2 separate regions of the Hordeum vulgare genome follow, and region 2 is linked to region 1. Evidence: chromatin contacts called from public Hi-C data. All regions are on one chromosome and are shown on one strand. Each heading gives the region's core, a stretch centred on a gene start, on an enhancer-like site or on the middle of the called end of the contact. The rest is flanking DNA. Distances are from core to core; before and after follow the strand shown.

Region 1 (7,651 bases), core at 4,879-7,378:
AGGTTTAGTCATCTCTTTCTGGGCTTATCCATATTGTTATGTGTTATAAAGGGTTTTGTTGCTTGAATCCACCCTTGCTGTTCAATTTTCAGGGTTTTGCGATTGGTAACGGACTTACAGATCCAGCGATACAGTATAAGGCATACACCGATTATGCATTGGATATGGGTTTAATTACATAGTCAGAATTTAACAAGATCAATAAAGTTGTTCCTGCTTGTGAATTTGTTGTCAAGCTTTGTGGTAATTATTCCTAGACTCCTGGTTTGCTTGTGTGTAAATCTCTAGCATTAATCAATTTGGCCTCTTGGAGGCACTGTTCATTAACATCATTCCTTGCTTTGTTGTGTCAGTTTCTTTTCAAAACAAGAAAAGGCATAAGCCCAACTCTGATATACCTCATAACATGTATGTATCGAACTTCATTTTATCTTTTGTTTCAGGTACCTCTGGCACTGTATCTTGCCTTGCTGCCTATTTTGTTTGCAATACAATATTCAGTTCCATCAGGTTGATAAACGGAAACAAAAATGTAGGGTAAAATACAAAACTTTATTTGGTTCTTCCTTGTTTTTTGAAGTTTTCTGATTGATCACCTCATCTTTGCAGTATTGTGACATCAGGAAGCCATGTGTGGGGAGCCTATGCTATGATTTTTCTAATTTGGAGGAATTTCTCAATCTGAAATCTGTCAGACAGAGCCTAGGCGTTGGAGACATAGAGTTCGTCTCTTGCAGCCCGAGTGTCTATCAGGCTATCAGGTTATGAATTTTTGCTATTTTAGGTGCAACGATCAGTTGTACTGCAATCCAGGAATGCAGCAAGACAGGACAATGGACGACGATGGTATTATGAGTGCTGGTCGGGTTTTGGGGCAAGGTGCCGGTGACTCTATGGGTTGTTTAAAATCAGGATCTTTAAACCCCCCCAGGCTGCCGTGGGGGCCAAATGTTGTAAACAACGCGACGTTAGCTATGCTTCTCTTTTGCCATTTCTGTACATCTAGGAACATCAATTTACTTTGTGTGAATTTCTCTTTTATCTAATTGTATCCTTTGAAAGACACGATATCCTTTTAAAAAGAAATGATAAAACAGGGAAGGTTGAGTTTGTGTTCTTTCTCCAGTAGCATAAGAAGTGATATAAAAAATATTGACAATTGTATAAGATAGAGCCATAGACGAGATGGTGTTCCAAGATAGCTTCTCTTATTTCTCTAAATTATACTGCCGACTTTACTATCAGTGAACAGGGTCTTATTTACGGGAATCTTTTAGGTCAAAATGTGAATTTGATTACCAAATGTTGGTTTTATACCTACCAGAACCAACATTGTTTAGGCATGCCCTTAATCATATATTTCACACAAATCTGTGGCTGGATTGAGAGCTCGCAGCACTAAAGGATGAAATTTCTGACATTACCAATCCATAAACTGTAATTAGTTTCCTTATCTCAATTATTGAAGGGGGATCTGCCATCGTCGTGCTGGTTCAACCATCCTCGCATCCCTCGATTGCATTCAGAAAAAAATTCCTCCTTCGGTCATCCCATCCCGCACGCACGAGAAACCCAACCCGAAAAACGTGCCCACTCTCCCACCCATTGTCGCTCGAAACAAAGGAGAACAAACTACCGCAATACAAACATGTACCGCTCCACCTCTCCCCAACCCCTCGCTCCCAATCTCGTCTTCCTCCTCCCAAAAATCATCGCCGCCAGTGCACGCCATCCCACACCAACACCCATCTCCACGCTACCTTGTGATCTGCTCTCCATCTGTATCGCGGCTGACGGGGGATCCATGGATTGTGTATAGATCCAAAGCACCGCCTGGCGTGTACGACCTGGGCAGGCTCTTCCTCCACCTCTTGGTGATGAACAAGCAAGGCTGGGAGGGACGGTGGGCTGCTGGAACAGGAGAGGGCAGGAGGCAGGATGGCCGGCGGCGCTATTTCGTTCAGGTATGCTTCGTTCTGGTGATGTTGGAGCACGTGCACATGGGCGGCACCCCGCGGACGACCACCGCCTTGTGATTCAGCGCATCAATGGGCGGCTGGCTCATGAAGGCTTGGTGGCAGCGGCGACGAACTTCTCTCGCAGCTCAACAGCGGAACCGGACAAAGCGTGGTTCACGTATGCCCTATCTTGCAGCGCTTGTTGTTGACTTTGTCGCACATGTCATGAATTTGGCTGGTGCAAACTAATTCACGATAATCTTGTGTTTGTGCAGTTGTTTTCAACTTTGGTGGTGGAAACATACCAAGGATTAATTGGAGGAATGTCTCAGAGTTGTTTAGAATCTTGAAAGGATCAAGAGTGGATGGTAGAAGGTAATGCATCATGAATATAGGTTAACTTTTGCATGACATCTATGTGGTAATTAAGTAATGGAATAATGAATATGAATTTGCAGGAGAAATCACACTATGCATTGATGGTTTTCTGTGAAGTTATCCTACCATATCTTGAACCTTTGTTATCCAGATTAGTTATGTCTTTGCAGAGTAGTCCTCTGAATTCTGTTGAGACTGAGGTAGCCTGCCAAGTGGAAGAAATGATTGGAAATGCCATGGCATGACAGCCATAGAGCAAGAATTCAAGTTTTGTGCTATTCAATTGTGTCCAGTTATACACATTCACAAGTTGCTTATCAGTCTATCAGTCATGTACTATTTTGGATAATTTTGGAATCAGATCAGAGGCTTGTTTCCAGGTGTCAGCATTTTTGTACTATTTTTATCAATTTGTATGATGCCATTATTCCGGTTTTAGTAATCTTGTTAGACATAGTAGGATATTTATATTGTTTTTGTCATGCACATTTACCTTGATTTTCTTAGGCAAGGAAGAAGGTGGCTGGAGCATCATACTATTGTAGGCTCAGTTCTTTTAATATATTTCAAAGGTAGGAGGACTCATGCAGACCGTGGAAAATTCGACCTACTCGTGACCACAAAATATATTTATTGTGGTTCAGGTTTATTCCAACCCTTGTCTGATGGTAGAGGGCCTAGAGGCTGAGCCGATGGTCGATGGTTAAGCAAATGTGTTGCAGAGCCATGTCACAAATGAGGGGATAGATGGAGATGAAGAACTTTGTAGCTACCTTGCCATTCTATCATTTTTCGCGGCACCTATTTTTGGTGTTCAATAAAGTAATTTCCTATGTCAATCGAAAAAATGCAAATGATTAAATTAGTTTGCAAGTTTCTATAATTGAGCCCAACTTGTTGTATTTCAGTTTTTCCCACAAGCTGTAAGCTGCAATGTTGATCATGTTAGTTGGCAGCCGTTTAGGATGGAAGTAACATAATTTGTATTCCATCATAAATTCTGGTCTGGTGTTGCATTTTAGTTCTGGTTGAGGCAAAAATATTGCCATTCTTTCATAGCGCAGCGAAGAGCACAACCCTGACTCCTTTCGTGGTGGCTCGCGAATTTGTTCAAGTTTATTTATCTTTTGGGTCATGTTCAGTTTTTTAACACGGTAGGATTATGGGTTTGAGGCTATCGTGAGTGTGAGCATTCATAGTGGAGTTGCACAATTGTTTATCTTCAGAAGTGGAAATATTAGTTATGTGGTCATGTACATTACTAATGATACCCATGTTTTAGAATGAATCATGAAGATAAATATGTTAGCCTCAAATTTGATCATGGATCGCCTTGATTTTGTTTAATTTTTAGGTATGTAAGCTGATATTTATCGTAACACACTCATGAACGTGTGTGGCGTACACATTGCAAATTACATGATGTTTTGTTTAATATCTCTATATGTCAACGAACTAAAAGATGTTTTCATCAATATCTCAATGTCAAAGTTTGTTCTTTATGTCTCAGTTTGTTACCCCGTAACAACGCACGGGCATCCAACTAGTCCAACTAAAATCAAAAAGGAAAAGAGCTCCCTTGCGATCTTTCGGGCAGCGCCAGAAGCTTCCCCACGCGCGCGCCGGGGCCGAATTAGGCGGACGGCGACGGCTGCGTGCATATTTCCCATGTGACGCCGATCGAGTTAAAAGCCATCCATCGACGCGAGACAGCGAGAGATCGGCGCAAGTGGTGCGGTGGCGACGGGTGCGTGGCGAGTGGCGACTGGCGACGGTGGTGGGCGCGCGCCATCCCTCCACTCACGCTCGCTCGCTCGCTCGCTCCCTGCTCACTCACTCAACCGGCCGGAGGTGACGTGCGACCTCGGCCGGCGCCCGGGCGAAAGGGCAAGGTGAACCAGCCACGAAGCCGCGGCGGCGGCCGCTGCACTCCCGCTTGTGCGCGCGCGGCGGACGTGCGTGAACCTCGCATTCCGTGCCAACATAAAAATATCGTACGTTCATGAGGGGAGACGCGACTACTATGTGCTGTTCGCTAATCTGGCGTGCTCATAGGTGGAATGCTTCTGCGTGGTACTACTCATCTTGTACACCTAATAACCAGTTTTTTCCTCCAAAATGATAATAAACAGGTTTTTATACATCGTATTAATACCTTTTTCTTCTTCTAGGATTGTGTATCGATATATTTCCTTCTTTTTTTAAGATTGTGTATTGTTTTCTCCGTAAATTAATATAAGAATGTTTAGATCATTAAAATAGTGATCTAAACGTTCCATTTTTTCGAGATTGCGTATTGCTTCCTTCGTAAACTAATATAAGAAGTATTTAGATCATTAAAATAGTGATCTAGACGCTTTTATATTAGTCTACAAAAGGGTAATATCTATTTCAAAGTTGGTATTTTATTGATTAAGCAATAAAGTCACATAAGGTATCCCGGATACAATCGGGAAAAGATGCAAAACGCACAACAAACTCGAATTCTTACAAGAATTATGTACCAATACCGTTGTGTAAGTTAGAAGTACTCGACTCCCCCAAACTTTGGTAACTCCAACTTCGACGCAAAGTAAACATTTGCAATGGTGTGGAAGCACGAAAAAAACCATCTCGTAAAACTTTTGGAGATGGCTTCCACTGATTGAAGCATGCGACAAAAAATGTAAAGTTTGATTATTTGTTTTCCTCCGAGTGAAGTGTGTTTTCTAATCTCGAATTTAAAGAGCTGATTGTAGTCGAACCCTTATCTCCCAATCCATGAAATTAGGGACCACCAAACTTAACGGTCCCATTTATTTCACGACGAAATTGTGTTTTCTATCAAGATCACAAAGCGTTGCCGGTAGAGACATGGAGCAATGCCGCCTAGCCAGAGCTAAATGCGTAGAGACCCCATTCAGGGAAGCGACGTGAGAGATCGCCTCGCAAGACAATTCAGGAAGATGACTATCACAAATCATTCCCCATGTTCAAATTATTTTCTATAATCGATCGTCTGATCATCCTTTGTAATCTCTTCTCTGCTAAATCAGTGAAAAGCCAATGAATGAATGCGGATTGCGGGCAATATCATGGGTGCTATGTCCATGTAGCGGATTTGTAAAAACACTACTTCATTCATTTTTAAAATATCATACTATTAGTCTATATAGAGATTTCAATATAAACCACATACGGAGTAAAATGAATGAATCTGCGTTGTAAAATATGTATATATATATCAGTACGTAGTCAGTATTAAAATATCTATAAAACTATATTTAGGAACGAAGGAGTAGATTGTTGTCTACAGTATATTTTTAGATCATTAACAAAAAATAGCGACATTTAATTTAAGCAATATTATCTCCGCTATTTGAAACTATGGCACTAATACATCACTAGTGCTCGTCTTTTGGACTCAATAGCATCACTGCTCACTAATAACTCTGCCGGCAGCCAGTAAACAAGTGATGAAAGGAAACGAGAAGTCTTCCCGCAGCCGGGCAACCACTCCCTCCGCTCTGCGTGCTTCTAGCAGCGCGTCCCCGTCGACCCCACCGGACACGTCACGCCACGTCCACGCCACCACCGTGTTCGCGGGCCCCGCATGCAGCGACGCCACACGGTCCCACTCCCACAGGCCAGCCGCCCCCAACAACTGGCGGGCCCCGCCTACCGGCCTCAGAAGATCGTGACCCCATCGCCACCCGCCTACGTGTGCAGCTTCCAGGCGGGAGACAGATATCGCTACGCGCACCCACAGTGGGGGAGAGAGCTCGAGACAACGGGGGCTGCGCGGGTGGGGCCCGCCAAGGGGACCCCGGTCGTTACAAGAGTCCCCGCCCCCTCTCGCTCCTCCTCTCCCGCGTGTACGCCTCTCTGTCTCCCACCTCCGGCTTCCTCCACGACGATAGCCATTTCAGCCCCCTCCCCCCTCTCTCCCGCATCTCTCTCTCTGGGGACTAGCTTTCCCGGCCAAACGAGCGCTGCGTGGCCTGCGGCGCCGTGCGGGAGGCAGGATGCCGGCGTGGTGGAAGGGCAAGGGCAGGAGCAAGAGCAAGGCGGCGGCGCCGGCGGGGGACGCCGGCGCAATTCCGGCCGGAAAGGACGGGGAGAAGGACAGGAAGAACAAGAAGGCGAGCAGCTTCGACGAGGCGCTTATCTCCAGGGAAGGCCGCGGGAAGCAGCCGGCGCCGGCGGTCGGGCACCCGCTGCCGCGGCCGGCGTCCATGCCGTCGGCCTCCGCCCCCGCGTCCGCCTCCGCGTCCGCGTCCAGCGGGGGCAGCTCGTCGCTCGGGTCCTCCGCCGCCTCCGACGAGCCGCTGGATCTCGGAATCTACAGGTGAGGGGCAGCCCGCCATGCATACTGATCGGCAGAGTACTAGTAGTTGGCCCGGTGGTTAATCTGCTGGGCTTGGGTGGTTGGTTGGTTGCTTCACACACAGGCTAAAAGTTCGAGCTTTTGCTCCTGCGCTCGTGCTGAATTCGGTGTAAAGTTTGGCGTGTTCTGGCGGCGCTAGGCGTGTGGTACTAGTTGCTGCTGTTCTGCTGAATTATTATTCTTATTCTTTTTGTTGAATATATATGCCGTCAGTCGGCAATTGGAGGTAGAGTTGAGCTGTTCTTGTCATCTGTTTGGTTTCGAGATTAGTTTTTTCTTTTCTTTTTGCTGCTTTGCTCGGAGCTGCAACTTTGATGTTTCTCTGGTTTTCCTCCCGAAAGTTATGTTCCTGTGCACTGATTAATTCTTTGGTCAGTTGGCGGATGAATCCAGTTGGAACAAGATTCTGCTGCCCTGTTAGCCTGAAAAAAAGAAGGATCTCCTTCGATCCCTGATTCATACTAGCTGTTTATAAAATTCAGGCTATTGTCTGGGCCTTGATCGATGGGTTTGGTTTTGCTGTTAACAAAGATGAATTTTATAAAATTCAGTGTTGTTTTCTTGGTTGCAACACTGATCCTTATCGTTTGGATCTCCGTTTGGCACTAGATTAGTGATGTTTTTACGGTAAATTTTCGTTGCTGTTATAACTGTTGTTTGTATTGATTTTTCAAGGCAGTTCCATCAGCCGATTTGCCAATCTCATCTAGAATTTGTTATTGTGCAAATTAATCTCGAACTCTGTGGCCCAACTTATCGCCGTGTGCTACAAGCATATGAGACAATGCTTGTTGACCTTTTCTTCTTTCAAATAAAGAAATATTACTAAACGACATTCCTTCACCCCCAATTATGGTGTTAAGATATGATAGCTCTAGAATGCTTTAAAAAATCTAGTGATGTCAAGTGATTGGTTCAAGGATGTGCGTTTCAACTGACTTGATTTTCA
Region 2 (6,887 bases), core at 1,067-3,566, 520 kb before region 1:
CGTTGACATTTATTTGTGCAGCGTTGATCTACTATACATGCATGTATGTGACGATATGGACCCATGTAGTTATGATACATTTTTTCCGTTTATAATATGAAAATATATACATATGATTGTGTATGGTATAGTGCGACAAGGGGTTGGAAGAAGTCCAGCAGGCTAGGTAGCCAGTCCCCACTCAAACATCATGGATCAGTTTCATAAGGACTGTCGGTTAGTGATGCTATGTTTTTTGCATGCCCTTAAGATAGTCAACATTGATTGGCTGAACCATCACTATTATACACATCATTGATTGGTCAACCAGCTTGTATGTGATGTCACTAACATCACTCACACAAAACCATTGAAGGGTCGTAAGCGCGTCGGTGATGATATTCTTTGGGCGTGAATTATTTTCGTCTTTCTAGTAGTGTGGCACCTCCATATCTGTGCATGGGCTTCGTCTGCTCACATCATGGGTTGTCGCAAGTTGGGCTGGCCTACACGAGATAACTATGACCCACCTAGCTAGGCCACCATATATACCCCATGACGTGGAGTTGGCTAGAGCACAATAGGGAACACCAGACATGCGATGGCCACCATCAGCATGGCCAAATCCGAATATCAGGCCCGTGGACACGCGACATCAATGCCGGAGGAAGCCCCCGGAGGCGGTGGTGCTGGAGAATAACGCCACATGGGCAAGAAGGCTGGACCCTGTTGGCCCAAGACGAGCACTGGAACGGCCCACGAGGGGGCGAGAACCAAATGACGAGTGCGAGGGAGCATCACAGCCGCAAGGAAGCCAGGGCGTGTCGGTGCCGATACAAACAAGGTAAAGGTGATGATATCTCCGCGAGCCAATGGGAGGGGGAAGACGAGCAGCAACGTGAGCTCCCGCCACCACATACCACTTCAGGTGAAGGAGGTAGGGGCTGGGGAAGGGTTATCGTGCGGCTCCGACGGATGCCACGTGTGTGGACAACACAAGGGCAAGACAAATGGAGCAATTAAAAGCATATTTTCTGTGTGCGAAATGTTCGTAATAATCTTGAATGTTATCATAACTAGTAATAACCTAAAATACACACGCTACGTAAGACAGATGAAGCACCTAAAAACATCTGTTCTGCGAGCGATTTTTTTGTATTAATTTGAACATTGCTAAAACTAATACTAATTTACGAAATGCACTCCACATATAACAAATGTAGCAACTAAAAGAATCTTTTATGCATGCGAGACATTCGTATGAATTTGAATGCGGTGGGAACTAACACTAATTTAAGAAACAAACACCACATAAGACATATTGTATAACTAAATAACATTTATCCGCGTGTGAAATATTCGTAATAATTCCGGACGTCATAAGAACTAACGATAATTTAAAAAACACACGTTACCTAAAGACAAATGTTGCAAGTAAAAGAATCTTTTCTGGGGACGCAATGTTTGTATTGATTTTGATGGTTATAGAAACTAATGCTAATTCTAGAAACACACATCACGTAAGACATGTGGTGCAACTAAAAGCAATTTTTCCTCATGTGAAATGTTCGTACTGATTTCAAACATTATATAAACCACTACTAATTTTGAAAACACACATCATGTAAGACATATGGTGCAACTAAAAGCATCTTTTCGGCGCGCGAAATGTTCATATTAATTTCAAACGTTGCAGTGGAATGGTTTTAGAAACACATCACACAAGACATCCATCTTTTCTGCAACGAAATGTCGAACAAAACATAAACTTCATCAATAATTTTTCCTACATGAATGACAGCTCTAAAAACCTCCGCATTGTTTATATGCTTTTATTTACTGTTGGTATTACTATTACTAGATAGATGGACTAGAAAAAAGTGGACCTAGATAGATAGAGTATACTAAAGTCAGTCTGACTCGGAGTTTACTAAAGCCCCACCTGCGTTTTCATCACAACGTGCGTGACAAGAGGAGGAGGGGGAGGGATATCCCCGGGCGGGTGCCACACCGTTGGCCATGGCACGGGCACGGAGCACGCGCTCCATTGACTTCTTTTAACCTCAGCAGCGCATCATCCCAGTCCCACAACCAAAACCGAGAAAACAAAACACCCCAACAGAAAGAGAAAACACACCATCCTAATCAGACCCCGCCCCACCGAACCCACGCGCCCACCCTCCCACCGCCCCGCGGGGCCCGCGCGGCGCCGGCCCCGCCCGTCGGCGACCGGAGCGCAGGATCCTCGAGGTCGCGCCCCCCGGATCTTAATCAAATCGAATGGGAATTTTGACGTCCGCAAGGACAAAGCCTCAGAATTTTCCGCTTCCGCCTCCTCCCCCCCCTCTCTCTCTCCTGTTTCGTTTCGCTTTCTCTCTCCTCCTCCTCCTCCTCCTCCTCCTCGTTTGGCCTCCTCCCTCCCTCCTCCAGTCCACAGACCCAAATCCCGTCGCTCGCACACAGGGACGAGAGGGAAAGATTTTTTTTAACGAACGAACTGATTTTTTTTTTATCCCGCTGTTATCTCCCTCCGACCGGCAGCGCGGCGGGGGGGCCTAAACCCTAGCTAGCCGGAGCGGAGCTTATCCGGCGCGGCGGTGGCAGTGCTGCTCCTCGCGGCAGTGCGCGGCGCCGGCGGCCGACGACGCATCCCTGCGGGCCTTCGCCGCGCGATTTGGCGCCGGCTCGAGCTCTGGATCGCCGGATTCGCGGCGGACTGGATTTTGCTGGCTGGTCGCGGCGGTGAGTGGCGTCGGGTTCCGGCGTGTTTCGCTCGGCGGGTTTTCGGTGACGGGGTCGCTGTTGATGCTGCTGCTCCTTGATTTTTTTTTTCCTTTCTTTCTCATTTTGCGTGTTTGGGCTCGGAAGCTGCGATCTAGTCGGGGAGTTCGGGGTTGCTTAATTCTGCTCGTGTCTGCTGCTGTGCTCGGTTTTTTTTTTTTCGGGTTGGATTTGGTGCAGATATTTTGCTTTCGTCGTGGCGGCTTTGAGGAGTACAAGTTTGCTTTGGATGCTCGTTTGTGTTGTTTCTAAGTTGATTTCAGGTGGTGGGGATTGGTGTTCAGTAGATTTGTGCTGGAGATACCACTCTAGATCCAATGCCTGTGTCCTAAAGCTGGAGTCTCTGCTTGTTTTCAGGGTTTGCTGCCTTGTTCCTGCTCAATTTTGGCGGATCTTGCGGCCGTTCCGTGCTGAAAGTATGGCCAGGTGACTGGTGGCGCTCTCGATCTTGGACTAGTTTCTGCTGAGTTGGTAGCTCTCCCATTGCCTGCAACGATGGTATCGTCAGGGCCGCCGAACCCAATGGGGCCTGGCCAGCCAGTAGGCGGTGCCTCACTTCTCCGGACAAGTTCTAGCCTGCTCAGTGGTGGCCAACAGGGAATGGGTGGGGGTGGCGGCATGCTTCAGTCGCAGTCCCCCTTCTCATCTCTTGTCTCCCCGCGGACTCAGTTCGGGGGAAATGGCTTGCTGGGAGCAACCTCTAATGTCTCCTCCCTGCTCAACCGGTCATCGTTTGGAAACGGGAGCCCTGTTCCAAGTCCAGGACAAATGCCAAACGGTGGGCTTCCGATGAATACCCTTCAGCAGAGAGGGGGGCTTGATGGCGCTGGTGATTTTATTGGCACGGGAGGATCCGATCCCATGTCGTTCCCATCCTCCTCGCAGGTTAGTTTGGGCAATCACCTAGGTTCAGATATCCTGCAGCAGCAGCAGCAGCAGATGGACGCGCAGGATTTGCAGCACCAGCAGGAGCAACAGCATCAACTACCGATGTCTTACAACCAGCAGCAGTTGTCGTCACAGCAGCCACAGTCGCAAGCTAAGGTGAAGTTGGAGAATGGCGGCAGCATTGGTGGAGTCAAATTAGAACAGCAGATAGGACTGCCTGACCAGAACGGCCCAGCCCAGATGATGCGCAATGCTGGAAATGTAAAATTTGAGCCGCAGCAGTTGCAGGCGTTGAGGGGTTTGGGAGGAGTCAAGATGGAGCAGTCGAGTTCGGACCCATCAGCGTTCTTGCAGCAGCAGCAGCAACAACAACAGCACCATAACCATTTGTTGCAACTCACGAAGCAGAATCCTCAAGCTGCTGCGGCTGCCCAGCTGAACCTCTTGCAACAGCAGCGTCTTTTGCATATGCAGCAGCATCAGCAGCAACACCAACAGATTCTAAAGAACATGCCTTTACAGAGAAACCAATTACAACAGCAGCAGCAGCAGCAGCAGCAGCAACAGCAGCAGCAGCAGCAGCAGCAGCAGCAGCAGCAGCATCAGCAGCAATTACTTCGTCAACAGAGTCTAAACATGAGAACCCCAGGAAAGCTGGCTCCTTATGAGCCAGGTACCTGTGCAAAAAGATTGACCCATTACATGTATCATCAGCAGAACAGACCACAGGTAAAAGATTTTGTTGTTTGTTTCAAATGAGTAACTTCATATGTTCCAAGCAGAAGACATGTGCTTACAACTTAGGGCATCTACCCATTCCTTTTGATGCAGGATAACAATATTGAGTACTGGAGAAACTTTGTCAATGAGTATTTTGCTCCAACTGCTAAAAAGAGGTGGTGTGTATCTCTCTATGGAAGTGGTCGTCAAACTACTGGAGTTTTCCCTCAGGTGGTGTCTTTCTCCAACTGCTAAAAATAATATGTATCTACCTATATTTGTTTTATGCAAGTAAATTCAGCTCTATTAGTTAGTCAGAGCCTTAGATAATTTGGAGTAACACATAGTGTTTTTAGTATAATTTGCCTTGTAAATTCTCATTTATAACTTTCCTTATGGCTTTGCACCTGCAGGATGTCTGGCACTGCGAAATATGCAACCGAAAGCCTGGCCGGGGCTTTGGTAAGCATCATTTAATTTTGTGCATCTTCCTCTCTTACTCGTGTTTCTAAGTTTGATCTTACATTCTTACCTTTACAGAGACAACAGTAGAGGTCTTACCTCGACTATGCCAAATCAAATATGCGAGTGGTACATTGGAAGAACTATTATATATCGATATGCCACGTGAATCCCAGAATGCATCTGGACAGATTATTTTGGATTATGCAAAAGCTATTCAGGAAAGTGTCTTTGATCAATTGCGCGTGGTACGTGAGGGGCATCTAAGGATAGTTTTCAATCCAGACCTCAAGGTATTGTTGTTCAATTTTGTACTTTGTTCTTCCTGTCATTATATCGGTTCTTTTTATGATATTATTCTTAATAAGTTGTGCCTTTTGGACTAACATATTACACAATCCTGTACCATTTCCTTTTATTGAAGATTGCATCTTGGGAGTTCTGTGCTAGGCGCCATGAGGAACTGATTCCGCGGAGATCAATAATACCTCAGGTATGAAGACTTTTAATGTATATACATAGTTTTATTCACAGGTCAGGGATCTTGTTATTTGTATTCAATTTGGATCGAACACCTGATATATTTTTGCACTTTGATGTTTATTTCAGGTTAGTCAGCTTGGCACGGCAGTACAAAAATACCAGGCTGCTGCTCAAAGTTCAACGAGTTTAACGACCCAGGACATGCAGAATAATTGCAACTCGTAAGGAGATCGGCTCTGATGTGCTTAATATTTTTCATCTGAAGTTCTTCCCTGAATTCAGATTTACATATTCTCTTATCATTTAGTTTAGCCATACTGATGCTGGTGCTATCTATTATATTTTTGTCAGTAGTTTGTTCACTTCTTTTCCTCATGTATACATGTCTGTTCTGTTGAAATTTATTATTTGCCTTCCCTGTAAAGGAGCCAATTGTAGGGTGGAGCTAGTTTCCACATTGTGTTGTTTTAGATGCATTGGCCGTAATGGGAAGATGAGAGCCAAGATAATATGGACCTTAGTCCAAAACAAGATAATGTGGGTAGGGTAAAGGTCCGAAAACAGGCATAATGCACTTGCTCTCAACAATCCCCCGGCATTGCTTGTCCCTGAAGTTGATGAGTGTCTCAGAGGCTTAGAGGACTTACATTTATTTCATTGCTTAATTTTCCCTAGTAACTTATGTCTAACTCCAAACATACGTGATTCCTAATTGCTAATGGCCTATTAAGATTTAAGACCCATGCTATACACGGACTGGGCTACCTCTTTACTATTTAGCCCATAGCACTAGATGTATACATGTGATAACTCCTCTGAGCCATTCAGTATTGTACGACCGCTGTAGTTAACTTGGTTTTTAACATACGACCCTTTATGATCAAACAAAACCAATTGGATTTACTGTTTTAAGCAAAACAGGATGAAAATGCTAGTGCTGTGTGCAAGCTTGTCTCAGGGTCCAAGGGTTTACAGAAGTTGTCAAATAAGTTCCTCTTGCCAAATGGGCACATGGCTAGTTAAGTGTGCCCGAGTGAGCCTTGCAAAAGCAAATGAGTTAGTAATTAACATCAGTCTTGGCGATGAGCGCCCATGATCCAAGTGTTGTTTGAAAAGGGAGGACGACTGCAGCAAACCTACATGCTATAGCGTGGTGCTACAATCACCCTTATCATGTACACATGGGCCTCGTCTGGCTGAAAATCGCATATGGCAGGAACGGAATGATTGGTCATTCTGATTATTTTCTATTCCCTCTGTCCCAAAATAAGTGACTCGACTTTGTACTAACTTTGTACTAGAGTTAGTACAAAGTTGAGTCACTTATTTTGGGAAGGAGGGAGTATATTAGTTATTCTTTATTTTCATTTGTCAAGAAAGAGTTTCTAATTATGTGCATTCTTTTGCTTAATGCGATGGAGGGGTTACCTAGGGTTTAAACCATGGCCACCACCACAGCTCAATGATGGGATGTCAACTGTATGAGCAAATAGTTATCTGCACCTGGGCCCGTCTAACACAGCAGCAATAAATCAGGCCATAATGTAGAAAGCTAGAAACACCACATTAGGGAT

What was found. A called contact is a pair of places that touch in the nucleus more often than the background predicts.
Region 2: a Hi-C map of seedling shows a contact between it and region 1, with 4 times the contacts expected there. The contact joins the promoter of LOC123447893 here to the promoter of LOC123447891 in region 1. A contact is called at or near these places in 4 of 6 Hi-C or Micro-C datasets (leaf and seedling) and 1 of 1 datasets of contacts at active chromatin or transcription factors (embryo).

The regions. Positions count from the first base shown.
Region 1 is chr4H:65,092,438-65,100,088 of MorexV3_pseudomolecules_assembly, reverse strand. It overlaps LOC123447891 (mitogen-activated protein kinase kinase kinase 3-like), which reads left to right and starts at 6,128. Exons shown (of 11, transcript XM_045124607.1): 1 at 6,128-6,663. The coding sequence starts at 6,341. It also overlaps the pseudogene LOC123450272.
Region 2 is chr4H:65,605,421-65,612,307 of MorexV3_pseudomolecules_assembly, reverse strand. It overlaps LOC123447893 (transcriptional corepressor SEUSS-like), which reads left to right and starts at 2,316. Exons shown (of 10, transcript XM_045124609.1): 1 at 2,316-2,721; 2 at 3,118-4,377; 3 at 4,480-4,599; 4 at 4,782-4,830; 5 at 4,909-5,123; 6 at 5,255-5,323; 7 at 5,440-5,534. The coding sequence starts at 3,256.